Linked DNA regions of Mus musculus: regions 2 and 3 are each linked to region 1. The links are chromatin contacts, called in public HiChIP or PLAC-seq maps. All regions are on one chromosome and are shown on one strand. Each heading gives the region's core, a stretch centred on a gene start, on an enhancer-like site or on the middle of the called end of the contact. The rest is flanking DNA. Distances are from core to core; before and after follow the strand shown.

Evidence for each region. HiChIP or PLAC-seq counts read pairs in DNA pulled down with a chosen protein or histone mark.
Region 2: a CTCF HiChIP or PLAC-seq map of the NIH/3T3 cell line shows a contact between it and region 1, with 5 read pairs. The contact joins two enhancer-like sites. A contact is called at or near these places in 2 of 15 datasets of contacts at CTCF or cohesin (the NIH/3T3 cell line and pro-B cells), 6 of 484 Hi-C or Micro-C datasets (the HPC-7 cell line, the N1E-115 cell line, bone marrow-derived macrophages and 3 more), 1 of 115 datasets of contacts at active chromatin or transcription factors (bone marrow-derived dendritic cells) and 3 of 9 other capture datasets (adipose tissue, embryonic stem cells and liver).
Region 3: a CTCF HiChIP or PLAC-seq map of the NIH/3T3 cell line shows a contact between it and region 1, with 5 read pairs. The contact joins two enhancer-like sites. A contact is called at or near these places in 1 of 15 datasets of contacts at CTCF or cohesin (the NIH/3T3 cell line), 2 of 484 Hi-C or Micro-C datasets (the C2C12 cell line and muscle stem cells) and 1 of 115 datasets of contacts at active chromatin or transcription factors (neural tube).

What each region holds. Positions count from the first base shown.
Region 1 is chr17:71,056,968-71,061,198 of GRCm38.p6, reverse strand. It overlaps Myom1 (myomesin 1), which reads right to left. Exons shown (of 37, transcript NM_001083934.1): 11 at 1-74. Among named protein-coding and RNA genes, the nearest start is that of Myom1, 40 kb to the right of the region's middle. Within about 2 kb of position 1,743, at least 39 of the 459 cell types and tissues checked have an H3K27ac peak or open chromatin away from gene starts, as enhancers often do. A contact at or near this core is called in the C2C12 cell line, the NIH/3T3 cell line, muscle stem cells and 1 more, where this site is marked.
Region 2 is chr17:71,354,414-71,358,326 of GRCm38.p6, reverse strand. It overlaps Smchd1 (SMC hinge domain containing 1), which reads left to right. Exons shown (of 48, transcript NM_028887.4): 44 at 120-190. Among named protein-coding and RNA genes, the nearest start is that of 4930471L23Rik, 41 kb to the right of the region's middle. Within about 2 kb of position 2,581, at least 21 of the 459 cell types and tissues checked have an H3K27ac peak or open chromatin away from gene starts, as enhancers often do. A contact at or near this core is called in the NIH/3T3 cell line and pancreatic cancer cells, where this site is marked.
Region 3 is chr17:70,726,530-70,730,425 of GRCm38.p6, reverse strand. All of the region lies in intron 6 of Dlgap1 (DLG associated protein 1), which reads right to left. Among named protein-coding and RNA genes, the nearest start is that of Gm36746, 11 kb to the right of the region's middle. Within about 2 kb of position 1,260, at least 181 of the 459 cell types and tissues checked have an H3K27ac peak or open chromatin away from gene starts, as enhancers often do. A contact at or near this core is called in the C2C12 cell line, the NIH/3T3 cell line and muscle stem cells, where this site is marked.

The sequences.
Region 1 (4,231 bases), core at 494-2,993:
GTAATCCTTGTTAGCATCCAAAGACACCACATCCAAGGGTGCAGCTGGGGCTCCTTCGATCTCTGCATCAGCATCTGTAGAGACAGAGGGATCCCGTAAGCTGCTCAGCCAGGCTCTGCCAGCTCGGCAGACTGTGGTCACGGCGCACACATTTCCCACACGTCACAGTAGCTACGTAGTCGGCTTCACAGAGCAAGCTCCAAGTCTTATCATTTGTTCAGCAATATAACAAGGTATGCTTTCCACTTCTGGTGGAAGATCATTAGATGAGAGAATAAAGGGGGCTCTGAAAAGAACCCATGAACCTTTTCTTCTTGGTTCTCAAAATTTACCCCCCAAAATTAATAGGGAGATGTCAGCTAGGTGATTCATGCCAGAGAGTCCATTCTTAAGACATTGTTTGGCAATGGTACTCACCCAGGAGAAAACACTCCTCCCAACTGAACAATCTTTCCCTACGAGCTACACCTCTGCAACGCTTGTGAGTTACAAAGGTGTTTGATATGATGGCAGAAACCTTTGCAGACCTCTGGGTTTAATGTTAATAGGTTGGCGTTACTTGTGAAGAGCTCAGGTTACCTGGGTTTTGGACATTCTGTTTCATGACCTATAAACCATCAGGGCGTGTTCTCTGGGAAAATGTCTCCTGCAGACACACTAAATGAGAAGGACACCAACAAACCATGGCCAGGGCTGAACGTAGAACGTTTCCTGCATGCCAAGCAACAGGAAACGAGTGCTTTCCTGGGCACTCCCGTCTCTTCCCAGGCTTTGCAAGCAGGGCAGAGACAGAAGGAAGAGCAGAGCAAGAATGCAGTGGTGATGCTGATGCTGATGCTGATGCTGATGCTGATGCTGATGCTGATGCTGATGCTGATAAAGCCCAAGTACCAGAAGAGGCACTCAGAGGAGGTCTCTCTCTAGGGGAACAGCTAGCAACAACACAGAAACGTCCTTGTCTTAAAGGCCTATGACTCCACATACTGATGGAGTAATTCCCGTGTTAACAGAGCAGAGTCTAGTTAGCTGAGCAGCCGGCGATTCTGGGTTGTAATAGAAAGCAGGGGACAGGAGGTGTCCAGAGAGCCACAGACCAGCATTTCTATAACAAAGGGTGCAAGATGCCATTCAGGGGGTGAGCTTGAAGATCTATTAAGTTACTTAGGCATTCATCCGCATATGGCCACCTCTGGACCACACCTTCCATGTGCTGACCCTGAGGAAACATGTCCCAGAAAAGCCTGCCTCAAGGATACTAGCCTCTTCTTCATCAGCTGATGCTTCAACTCCAACTGACAAGCGCTCATTGTTCCAGGAAAGCAAAGGTTTCATTTTTGTGGCTTTTAATTCACAATACCACAAGAATAATCACAGTTTAGCTGTGTCTGGGGAATGGCGGCCCCACTGTCTGGTGATGATATTACTTCGTAAACAATCATGTCTTCTGTTTCCTGTATTATCTTCCACTTTTACTAACCTTGGGCATGGGTGTTTGTCAGAGTTGCTTTCCTAAGTTCATTTAACGCTCTTCTGGGTGCCCGTCCTGGCTAGTTTTATGTCTGCTTGATACAAGCTGGAGTCATTTGGGAAGAAGGACTCTGAATTAAGAAAATGCCTCTGCAAGATTTGCCAATAGGCAAGTCTGTGGTGCATTTTCTTAGCCTTGGGGATTGATGGGAGGGCCCAGGCCAATGTGGGTGCTGTCATCCTTGGGCTGGTGGTTCTATAAGGAAGCAGGCTGAGCAAGCCACAAGGAACAGGCCAGTAGCCAGCATTCCTCTGTGGCCTCTGCATCAGCCCCCCACTCCCTTGGGCTCTGACTCAGCTTCCCTCAGGGATGGATTTGTATGCTGTAAGACGAACTAAACTATGCGTTGCTTTTGGTCACAGTGCTTCATCGTAGCAATGCAGTGGTAAACTTTTAACAATAGTTAAAAGTATTGTTCCTGTTCTCAAGATGGGCAACACAGTGTGGGGAGTCTAGCATGGTGGGAATGTATTCTGAGGGGCGCTCTCAGTGTCCAGCTCCAGCAGCTCCTGTCCAGCTCCGGGCCACAGAGCCCACTAGCCAGCATTTATCCTCTTCAAAGCTTCTAGCTTTCTCTCTCTCTCTCTCAACTTCCAAATAGCCTAACTTCCTATGGGTTGATTAATCTGGTCAAAGATTAGCCTGTTACTCATTATGGCCTCAGACATAGGCTAATAATAATAATAATAACTTTTTTCAAAATGTTATCTTATTGTTTATATTTATTATAGAGGTAGTTCATGATTATCAAAGAGATGATAATCAAGAAGGTTAAAATCTCCTTTAAATCTGTAACTCAGAAATAATGGCTACTGACATACTGGCCTAAACTAAAAGATGAAAAAATATTTTGAGATGGGTCTTGCTAGAATTTATGGCTCAGGCTGACCTTGAACTGGGGATCATCCTGCCTTGGCCTGCTGAGCGCTAGGATTGTAGCTGTGTGCCAGCACGTCTAGCAAAAATGATAATGATTATTACTAGTCCAGGCTGGCCACAAACTCATATTTGATCTACTTGCATTTTCTTGTGTCCACTCTTATGTGGGTTATGGATATATGCAACCACATAAGAAATAAATCCTAAATATGATGATTTTTTAAATAACTTGGGTCATGGTGTTCATGCAAACTTCTTTTTCTTGATACATTTCAGGAAGTACAGATATACATCATTCGTTTTCACTGCTGCATAGTAGTTCTTTATGTGAAGCATGAACTTCTTATATTTATTCATATATATTTATACCTTTTTATTAAAATATATGTACAGATAAAGACATTTTAATTTAGTACTCTCATTGGTAAGCAACTCTGGTTTTATGTCATATTTGTCTTCATCTTTGTCCATTTTGTCCTGGAACTGGAGAAGTAGGACTGTGTGCTTTAAATACATAGTTGTAAAACATCCTCAGAGACTTTGAACCAGTTCATAATCACAGCCTCGTATAGGAGGACCGGCTTCTGCGTCCCCCTGCCCTGGTAGAGTTGTTTTTATTATGTGTATTATATGTGTGTGTGTGTACATGTGTATATGCATAGGCATGTGTATGTGCACGCATGTATGTCGACCAGAGTTCAAGGAGTGATGTCTTCCTCAGTTGCCTTGCTCTTTGAGACAGTCTCTCACTAAACCAGGAGTTTGTAGAGTCAGCTAAACTGCTGGGGTCCACCTGTCTCTGAAGCTAGAGTTCCAGGGGTCCCCCTGCCTCTGCCCAGCCCTACACCCTCCAGTGCTGAGTTTATAGAGTGTGCTATTGCAGCTGGCTTTTACACGGGGGCTGGGGGCTTAATGTGTGTGTGGCAGGCACTGAGCTCTCTCCAGCCCCCACAAGGGAGTTGTAAATCATATTATCTTTTCAGTATGGCAGGTAAAAAGGGTCATTTGTCTGCAATTTATGCAAAAACTGAATGCTACAGTTGCTAATGACACTTTCCGTGCACTTGTTTGCCTGCCCCCTCTCTCCTTCCCACCTCCCTCCCTCCTTCCCTGTTTCCCCGCCCCCCCAGTGTGTGTGTGTGTGTGTGTGTGTGTGTGTGTGTGTGTGTGTGTGTGTAAAACAGATGTTGACATTAAGTATCTCTGATGGGCTCAGCACACTTCTGCTGTGCCACTCTGCTGTTCATGTGTGGCCCAGGCTGGCCTTGAACTCCTGATCCTCCTGCCTCTGCCTCCTTCAGCAAATCCTACCAGTAATTCACCACCACATGTGTGAAGTCCCAGGTTCATTCCCCAGCATCTCCAAGCAGCCATAAATTCACTCCACCCCGTGCCCCACCTCCCCTCCGCCCCCAGAGCCCCCAGGGACTATACCACCAACCAAAGAGTACACGCAGTGGGACTCATGGCTCCAGCTGCATATGTAGCAGAGGATGGCTTTATCTGGCACCAATGGGAGGGGGCCCTTGGTCCTGTGAAGGCTCAATGCCCCAGCATAAGAGAATGCTAGGGACATTGGGGCGAGAGTGGGTGGGTGGGTGAGGGAACACCCTCATAGAAACAGTGGGAGGGGGCATGGGATAAGGGGTTTGCAGAAGGGAAACCAGGAAAGGGGATAACATGGGAAGTGTAAATAAACAAAATAACCAATAAAAATTTTAAAAAACAAAAAAAGTATCTCTGATGGCAACTTATAAGTGGTTCTTCTCTTTTTATTGTCTGTTTACAGTATTTTCATGATACAAATTAACTGTGTCATAAAAG
Region 2 (3,913 bases), core at 1,332-3,831, 300 kb before region 1:
TTCATTTTGTTCAACTGTTACATTTCTGACATAAATCTATAAATTATTAACTGAAAAATTATGTTCCTATAAATGCTACTTTTATCAATATTAAATTTTGTATATTTTGATGTTTTTAGTTTTTGGTATGCTGTTAGGAGACACCATTATTTTGGATAATCTGGATGCAGCCAATCATTATAGAAAAGAGGTATGTACTTCATTTATTCTTTTAAATCACTTTATTGTGAGGAAACAGGAAATATAAACACCACACAGACAGATCAACATAGCCACATAAGCAAGCATTAAGCATGAAGGCCCACAGTCTGCCTCTCAGTGAGTTCTCAGTTAGAAGAGCCGCTGGGAAGGCTTAGAGAACACCTGCTCTCTCTGGTGTGTTTTTGTGCGCACATGACCATTTGCTTACGTGTGCATTGCAGGCTACAGGTCCATGTGTGAAGGGGAACATGTGTGGTTCATTTATTCTTCAGGCGACCTTACTTAATATTTGAGATTCTTTCTAATTCTACCCCTTTTCTTGCAAATTTTGTGACTTCATTTTTTAAAGCTAGGTAGTATGCCAGATTTTCTTATTCATCCATCTTTTGATAGACAACTAGGTTGGCCCTATTTTCTTGCTGCAGTAGAGTAGAGGGGTGTGGATTTAAACCGTGTTCTGTGCAGTTCTCTGTGTATATACCCTAGAGTGTAGTAGCCGGGCTTTCCGTCAGGAGGAGGATAATACCCAGAATTCACAAAGAATTGCAGAAGTAAAATACAAGGGACTAAAACTGCCAGTCAGCAAATGGACTAAAGAATTGAATAGACACATGACCAATAACTGATTTTAAAAAGGGATTCATCATCCCTGGGCACCACAATAATGCAAATTAAAACTATTATGAGATATGATTTAATCCCAGTCAGAATGGCCATCATAGGAAGTCTGACACAAATATGGAGAAACAAGAAGATGTAGAGAAAGACTAACCCTGATTTACTGTCGGTGGGGGAGCAAATTGATATGGCCATTATGGAAACTAGTTTGAAACTTACTCAGAAAATTAGAAATCGAGCTATCATATGTCCTTTATTTCTTTTAAAATCTGTAGCTCTAATTCTAGAATTAAAACATTTTTAATATAGCAGAGCCGTGTGTGCATGTGGTGTGTATAAAATTCCATTAGCCAGGAATACTTGTGAGATGGGAAGAGATCTGGAATTTGAGGCCAGCCTGAGTTACTTAACAAGACTATCTCAAAAGGGAAAAAAAAAATCATTTCATTGGATGATATATAAACAAATGACTGACCTTGTTAAAACCAATGCAAAACTTACCATTAATTTGAAACAAATTAAAATGAAATGAGTGTAGTATCTAAAACTGAAAAGGGACAGTCTCATATTGGAAAAGCTCTAACTTGCATGTATAATTGAAATTTTTTATCTCATATCTGTTGGGTTGGAAGTTCATGGTCAGAGTGATTGGCAGAGGTGATTTCTTCTAGGAGCCATGAGTGAAGGAAGAGTCTGTTTCAGAGCCTCTCGCCTTTCCTTGTAATTGGCTATCTTCCTCATGTCTCTTTTAATGTATGTGTCATCATGTCTGCCTTTCCCCTTTCTGAGGACAGCAGTGACACTGGATTAGAGACTGAACAACCTCAGCCTGATCGTTTCTGTAAAAATACCATCTCTAAGCTGGGTGTAGTGGTTCACAGTCTCATTTTATTTTATTTTTTAAATTTCTATTTCAACTTTACCATTTTTTTTGATATTGTATTTATTTACATTTCAAATGTTATTCCCCTATCCCATTCCCCCTCCCCCTGCTTCTGTGAGGGTGTTCCCCCACCCACCCACCCACTCCTGCCTCCCCGCCCTGGCATTCCCCTACACTGGTGTATCGAGCCTTCACAGGACCAAGGATCTCTCCTCCCACTGATGCCAGATAAGTCCAGCTTCTGCTACATATACAGCTGGAGCCATGGGTCCCTCCATGAGTACTCCTTGGTTGGTGTTTTAGTCCCTGGGAGCTCTGGGGGCTCTAGTTGGTGGATTATTGTTGTTCTTTCTATGAGGTTGCAAACCCCTTCAGCTCCTTCAGTCCTTTCCCTAATGCTCCACTGGGGACACCGTGCTCAGTCCAATGGTTGACTGCAAGCACCCACCTCTGTATTTGTCAGGCTTTGGCAAAGCCTCTCTGGAGACAGTTGAGGCTCCTGTCAGCAAGCACTTCTTGGCATCCACAGTAGTGTCTGGGTTTGGTGTCTGTATATGGGATGGATCCCCAGGTGGGGCAGTCTCTGGATGGCCTTTCCTTCTGTCTCTGCTCCACACTCTGTCCCCGTATTTCCTTTAGACAGGAGTGTGAGTACAAGGCTAACATGCACAATATACTGAGCTCTCGGCCAGCCTAGGGTGGACTGTGAAAGGGAAAATCCTGTCTCGTATTTAAAGGCCACATGATGTTATACCAGTGCTTCTCAGCCTTTAAAGCTGCAACCTTTACTAACATTCCTCATGTCATGATGGCCACCCCCCACCATAAGGTTATTTCATTGTTACTGCATAACTGTAAGTTTACTTCTGTTATGAATCATAATGTAAACATCTGACATGCACGATACCTGATATGTGAGCCTCCCGAGGGATTGCCAACCCACTGGTTGAGAACAGTGGAAGTTATGGGGTCAAGAGCATAATGATTTTGAAAGAACAAAGTTCTGTTTACTGTTTGTTGGTGCCTTTGCAGGCAGCTAGGCTCACCAGCATTTAGCATCTTTACAAGAGGGCAGTTTACCACTGGAGTATCTTTAATTGTTTAATAACTTACATTCTTTTGTGTTTGTAGGCCTTTGTCTTAGGGTTTCTAGGTTTTTTTATGTTTTTGTTTTGTTTTGTGTTGTTTTTCAAGACAAGGTTTCTCTGTGTAGCCCTGGTTATTACCCTGGCATTCTTTCTATATACCAGGCTGGTCTCTGCTTCCCAAGGGCTGGGTTAATTAAAGGCAAGTGCTACCTCTACCACCACCCCACCCCCAGCTCAGCCTGCTCACTGGGCCATCTATGTAGCTCCTGCCCCCAGTTTTACCTTGTGTTCACCTTTAGAAAGCATATAAGTCCAAATCAAAACCAAGAATGCATAATCATTTCTCTTACCAAACCAAGTAATTTGAAATTTGCAGACTTTTAGCTCACTACCAGGCAGTGGTGGCATATGCCTTTAATCTCAGCAGAGGCAGACAGATCTCTGAGTTTGAGGCCAGTTTAGTCTTCAGAGCCAGTTCTAGGACAGCCAGGACTACACAGAGAAACTCTGTCTTGAAATAACAAACAAAAAAATTTGGCTCACTAAATTTACTGTATTTTTTTTTCAATTCAATTTTTTTCAATTAGCCCACGCCTGTAGACCTAGCCTACAGCTAGCTGGCTCAGAGAGTTTAATCTCATGGTGACATTGCACATCAAACAGTAAAGTGACCACTCATATTGTTGTACTTTAAGGGTCTTTTCAATGGCAGATTTAACACCAAAAATAAATAAAAGTGCCAGTTTTCTGGAAGAGCATCTGTGATGTTCCTCTGGCATTATACTTTTTTAAGATGTAATTTTATTTCTATAAATTATATATAGTCTATGTAAATATTTCATATAATTCAGATACTATTTAAGCTTTAACGTTAGATTGGATTAGATGTTTGTAATGTGCTGAATTATAATGCTCTTCGATCACACTTGAGGGTGGTGAGTGTGAGTGTGTGTGTGTGTGTGTGCGTGTGCGTGTGTGTACAGGCCGGAGGAGGATATCAGATGAAGTGCTGCACTAGCTGTAACCTTTCCTTAAGCCAGGGTCTCACTGACACTGGAGCCTGCGCGTTGGTCCGGGTGGAGTGGGTTGGTGTGGGGTTAGGAGGCTGGCTGGTTAGCAAGCC
Region 3 (3,896 bases), core at 11-2,510, 330 kb after region 1:
GGTGTGAGCCATCACGCCCGGCTCACAGCAACTCTTATAAAGGAAAACATTTAATTGGGGCTGGCTTACAATTTCAGAGGCTTAGTCCATTATTATATGGAGGTATACAGGCAGATACAGTGCTGGAGAAGCAGCTGAGAGTTCTACAACTTGATCTGCAGGCAGCACAAGTGACTCTGAGCCACACTGGGCATACTTTGAGCATATGAGACCTCAAAGTTGGCCCCCATAGTGACACACTTCCTCCAACAAGGTCACACTTACTCCAATAAGGCCATACCTCCTAATAGTGCCATGCCTTATGGGCTAAGCATATAATGCATGAGTCTATGGGTCTGTCTTAATTAGGGTTTTACTGCTGTGATCAACAGACACCATGACCAAGGGAACTCTTATATGTTCAACATTTTATTGGTGTTGGCTTGCAGGTTCAGAGGTTCAGTCCATTATCACTAAGGTGGGAACATGACAGCATCCAGGCAGGCATGGTACAGGAGGAGCTGAGAGTTCTACATCTTCTTCTGAAGGCTGCTAACAGAATACTCACTTTCAAACAGCTAGGATGAGGGTCTTAAAATCCACACCCACAGTGATACACCTACTCCGAAAGGGCTACACCCTCTCATAGTGCCACTCCCAGGGGCCAAGCATATACAAACCATAACAGGGTTCATTACTATTCATACTTTGTAATACTGAAGGACTGTGCCTATTTATGTATCTGTCTGTCTATCATATAACTATCCTTTCTCACCATTTATCTACCTACTATCTATCAACAGTCTTTATATTTATTTTACTGTCTATTCAGTTCATCTCTTTAGCCACCAGGGACATATTTTTAGAACCTCAGTATGTGCTTGAAACCTCCATTTACATAGAGCCCTCTGGATGATGATGATGATGATGATGATGATGGTGATGGTGGTGGTGGTGATGGTGATGATGAGGAGACTTGTAACATCTTTATGCAGACCCAGGACTAACTTGTCCTTCCGTGTCTTAAGTCCCGCTGCCTCCATTCCATTACTACTCTTGCGTTTTGGAACCATTACTGAGTAAAAGAAGAATTTCTTAAAACAGCAGCACTGTGGTACCATAGCAGTCAATCTGACAACCAAGAGAGCTGCTAAGTGAGTAATTAAGGGGCTACTAAGTAGCTAATGACCCTACAAACTGGTGCGGGCATGCTGGGCACAGGATGACTCATGCCCAGGTGGGGACAGGGGAAGATACTATGTTGCTCAGAGTAATGCTCACCCTACAGCTCATGACTTGTTTATTTCTGGAATTTTGCGGGCAGTCGTTCTACCCTGTGGTTGACCGGGTAAGTGAAAGTAAAGAGAATAAAACCCCACAGATAAATGGGGACTACTGGATTTCCTGCTTCCTAATCTGGCATTTGCCGGTCTTTCTCCTTGCAGGGGTAGGGGTGTGTGTGTGTGTGTGTGTGTGTGTGTGTGTGTGTGTGTGTGTGTGTGTGTTGCATGAGTCAAGACCTAGGGCCTCACCCATGCTGGGCAACCACCCAACTGCTGAGTCACATCCTCTCTCTTTCTTTACTTTTTCTTTCCCCATTTATGAGACAGGGCTTTACTGTGAAGCCCTGACTGGCCTGCAGCTCACAGAAATCTGCCTGCTTTTGTCTCCTGAGCACTGGAGTTAAAGGCATGTGCCACCATGCCTGGCTACCATCCCTTTCTTTACTGTGTCTCTTGCCCCTCCTGGAAAGATTCTCTTCCTGGATTATGCACATGATCCCTGTCCTTTCTCAGTCCTTTGAAGCTGTCTTCTTAGGAGAACATACCGGAAACCGCATAATCTTTTATTTCTGTTTATGTTTTTGAGACTAAGTTTGACCATTTAGTCCAGGCTGGCCTTGAACTCCATCCTCCTGCCTCAGATTTCCTCCTGTCACAACTCATGGTAGAACCCACATCTTATTCGTCTTTGAATACTAACATTACAGAGCGCTTGGCTCCGTGTGTCTTTTTTCAGCTATTCTTTTTTTTTTTTAAAGATTTATTTATTTATTTATTATATGTAAGTACACTGTAGCTGTCTTCAGACACTCCAGAAGAGGGCGTCAGATCTTGTTACAGATGGTTGTGAGCCACCATGTGGTTGCTGGTATTTGAACTCCAGACCTTCGGAAGAGCAGTCGGGTGCTCTTACCCACTGAGCCATCTCACCAGCCCCCCTTTTTCAGCTATTCTTTTGTCTACTTTAAATGAGTTCATCTGTCTCACTAATGTTGCTGACATTTTCCCAAGAATAAAATGGACCTTGAGATGTTCCTGATTATCTAATGCACAAGAGTGGGGAGGGGGAGGAAACTCTGCCCTTTACTGTTGTGTGTTTCAAATTCTGCATTTATGGATATTTTCAGGGCAGTTAATGAGGAAAAGGCTAATCAAGGAGTTTTACTTCTTGATAATAAAAACACTATGTATGTATGTCTAGAGTATATGCACGTATGTGTGTGTCAAAGAACAATCTATACTTGGCTCTCCTTCTACAGTGTAGATGTGGGGTATTGACCTCAGGTCAGCAGGCTTTGGATCAAGTGCCTTTACAGAGCTGTCTCACTTCACACTTCTTCCTAACTTTCTAGTAATATACAATGCAGAAGCTGGAGGCTAGAGATGTAGCTCAGTTGGTATAATGCTTGTCTGACATGCCTGAAGCCCTGGGTCCAATCACTAGCACCCGCAAAACAAAGTATGGTGGTGCATATTTGTAACCACAGCCCTGGAAGCAGAGGTAGGAGATGAAAGAGTTCAAAGTACCCTCAGCTACATAGCTAGTTCATGGCCAGCCTGGGTAACATAAGACCCCTGACCCAAAAGAATATTTTTATTCTTTTGTTAGATATCCCTAGGAAAAGTCTCCATCTTGCTTGTCCATTAGAAGCAGGCTTAGTTTATTGACTAGGAGAGGCCATACTTTTCTTCTGGGACATTTTCTCATTTCTGTGATTTTATTCTTTTATGGTTTATCTATTTATATTTTATGTATATGAATGTTTTGCCAGTATGTCATATGCCATGTATGTACCTGATGTCCACAGTTGCCAGAAGAAAGTATTGGATCCCTGGAACTAGGGTTAGAGATAGTTAGGAGTCTGACATGTGGGTGCTGGGAACCAAACCCAGGTTCTTCGCTAGAGCAGCCAGTGCTCTTAATTGCTCTCTCTCTCCAGCCCCTATGATTTTATTCTTTCAAAAATGTTTTTTTTTCTTTTTTAAAAAGGGGCCAGTCTTGAAAACCCAAAAAAAAAAAAAAAAAAAAAAGACCAGAGAGATGTTTCAGTAGATAAAGGTGAAAGGAACCAAGTTCATGCATACATGTGTACACACACACTACCCAAGTATAGATTTTTGGTTTTGTTTTTTTTTCTAAGGTTTTTCTATTGAGCTCGAGATGTGACTCAGTGGTAAAACATTTGTCTTGCATGTGCAATGTCCTGGATCTGATCTCCAGACATAGGTAGGTAGGTAGGTAGATAGATAGGGCAAGCACCTACATGTTAAACTAGTTACTCAACATTACATTAACTCTAAGCCTCTTAAACACCTGGGATGGTAACTAATTTTGATCCCATTTTCCAGATGTGGAAGGTGTGGTTCAGAAAATATTACAGTTTGGACATGGAGCGTTCCCCTGAGGGGCTCATATGTTGAGCACCTGATCTGCAGAAGGTAGACTCAATCGCTTGGAGGCAAGTAGATTATGGAGATAGGGTCTAATTAACGTATAAACCCATCATGGATTTAGGGTTACAATGGCACTGCTGGGAAGTGGTAGAAAGAGGTGGGGTGTGGTGGGAGGAAGTGAGTCACAGGATGTAGCTGTAAGAGGTGTGTCTTACCCTGGTCCCTTCCTATTACACTCCT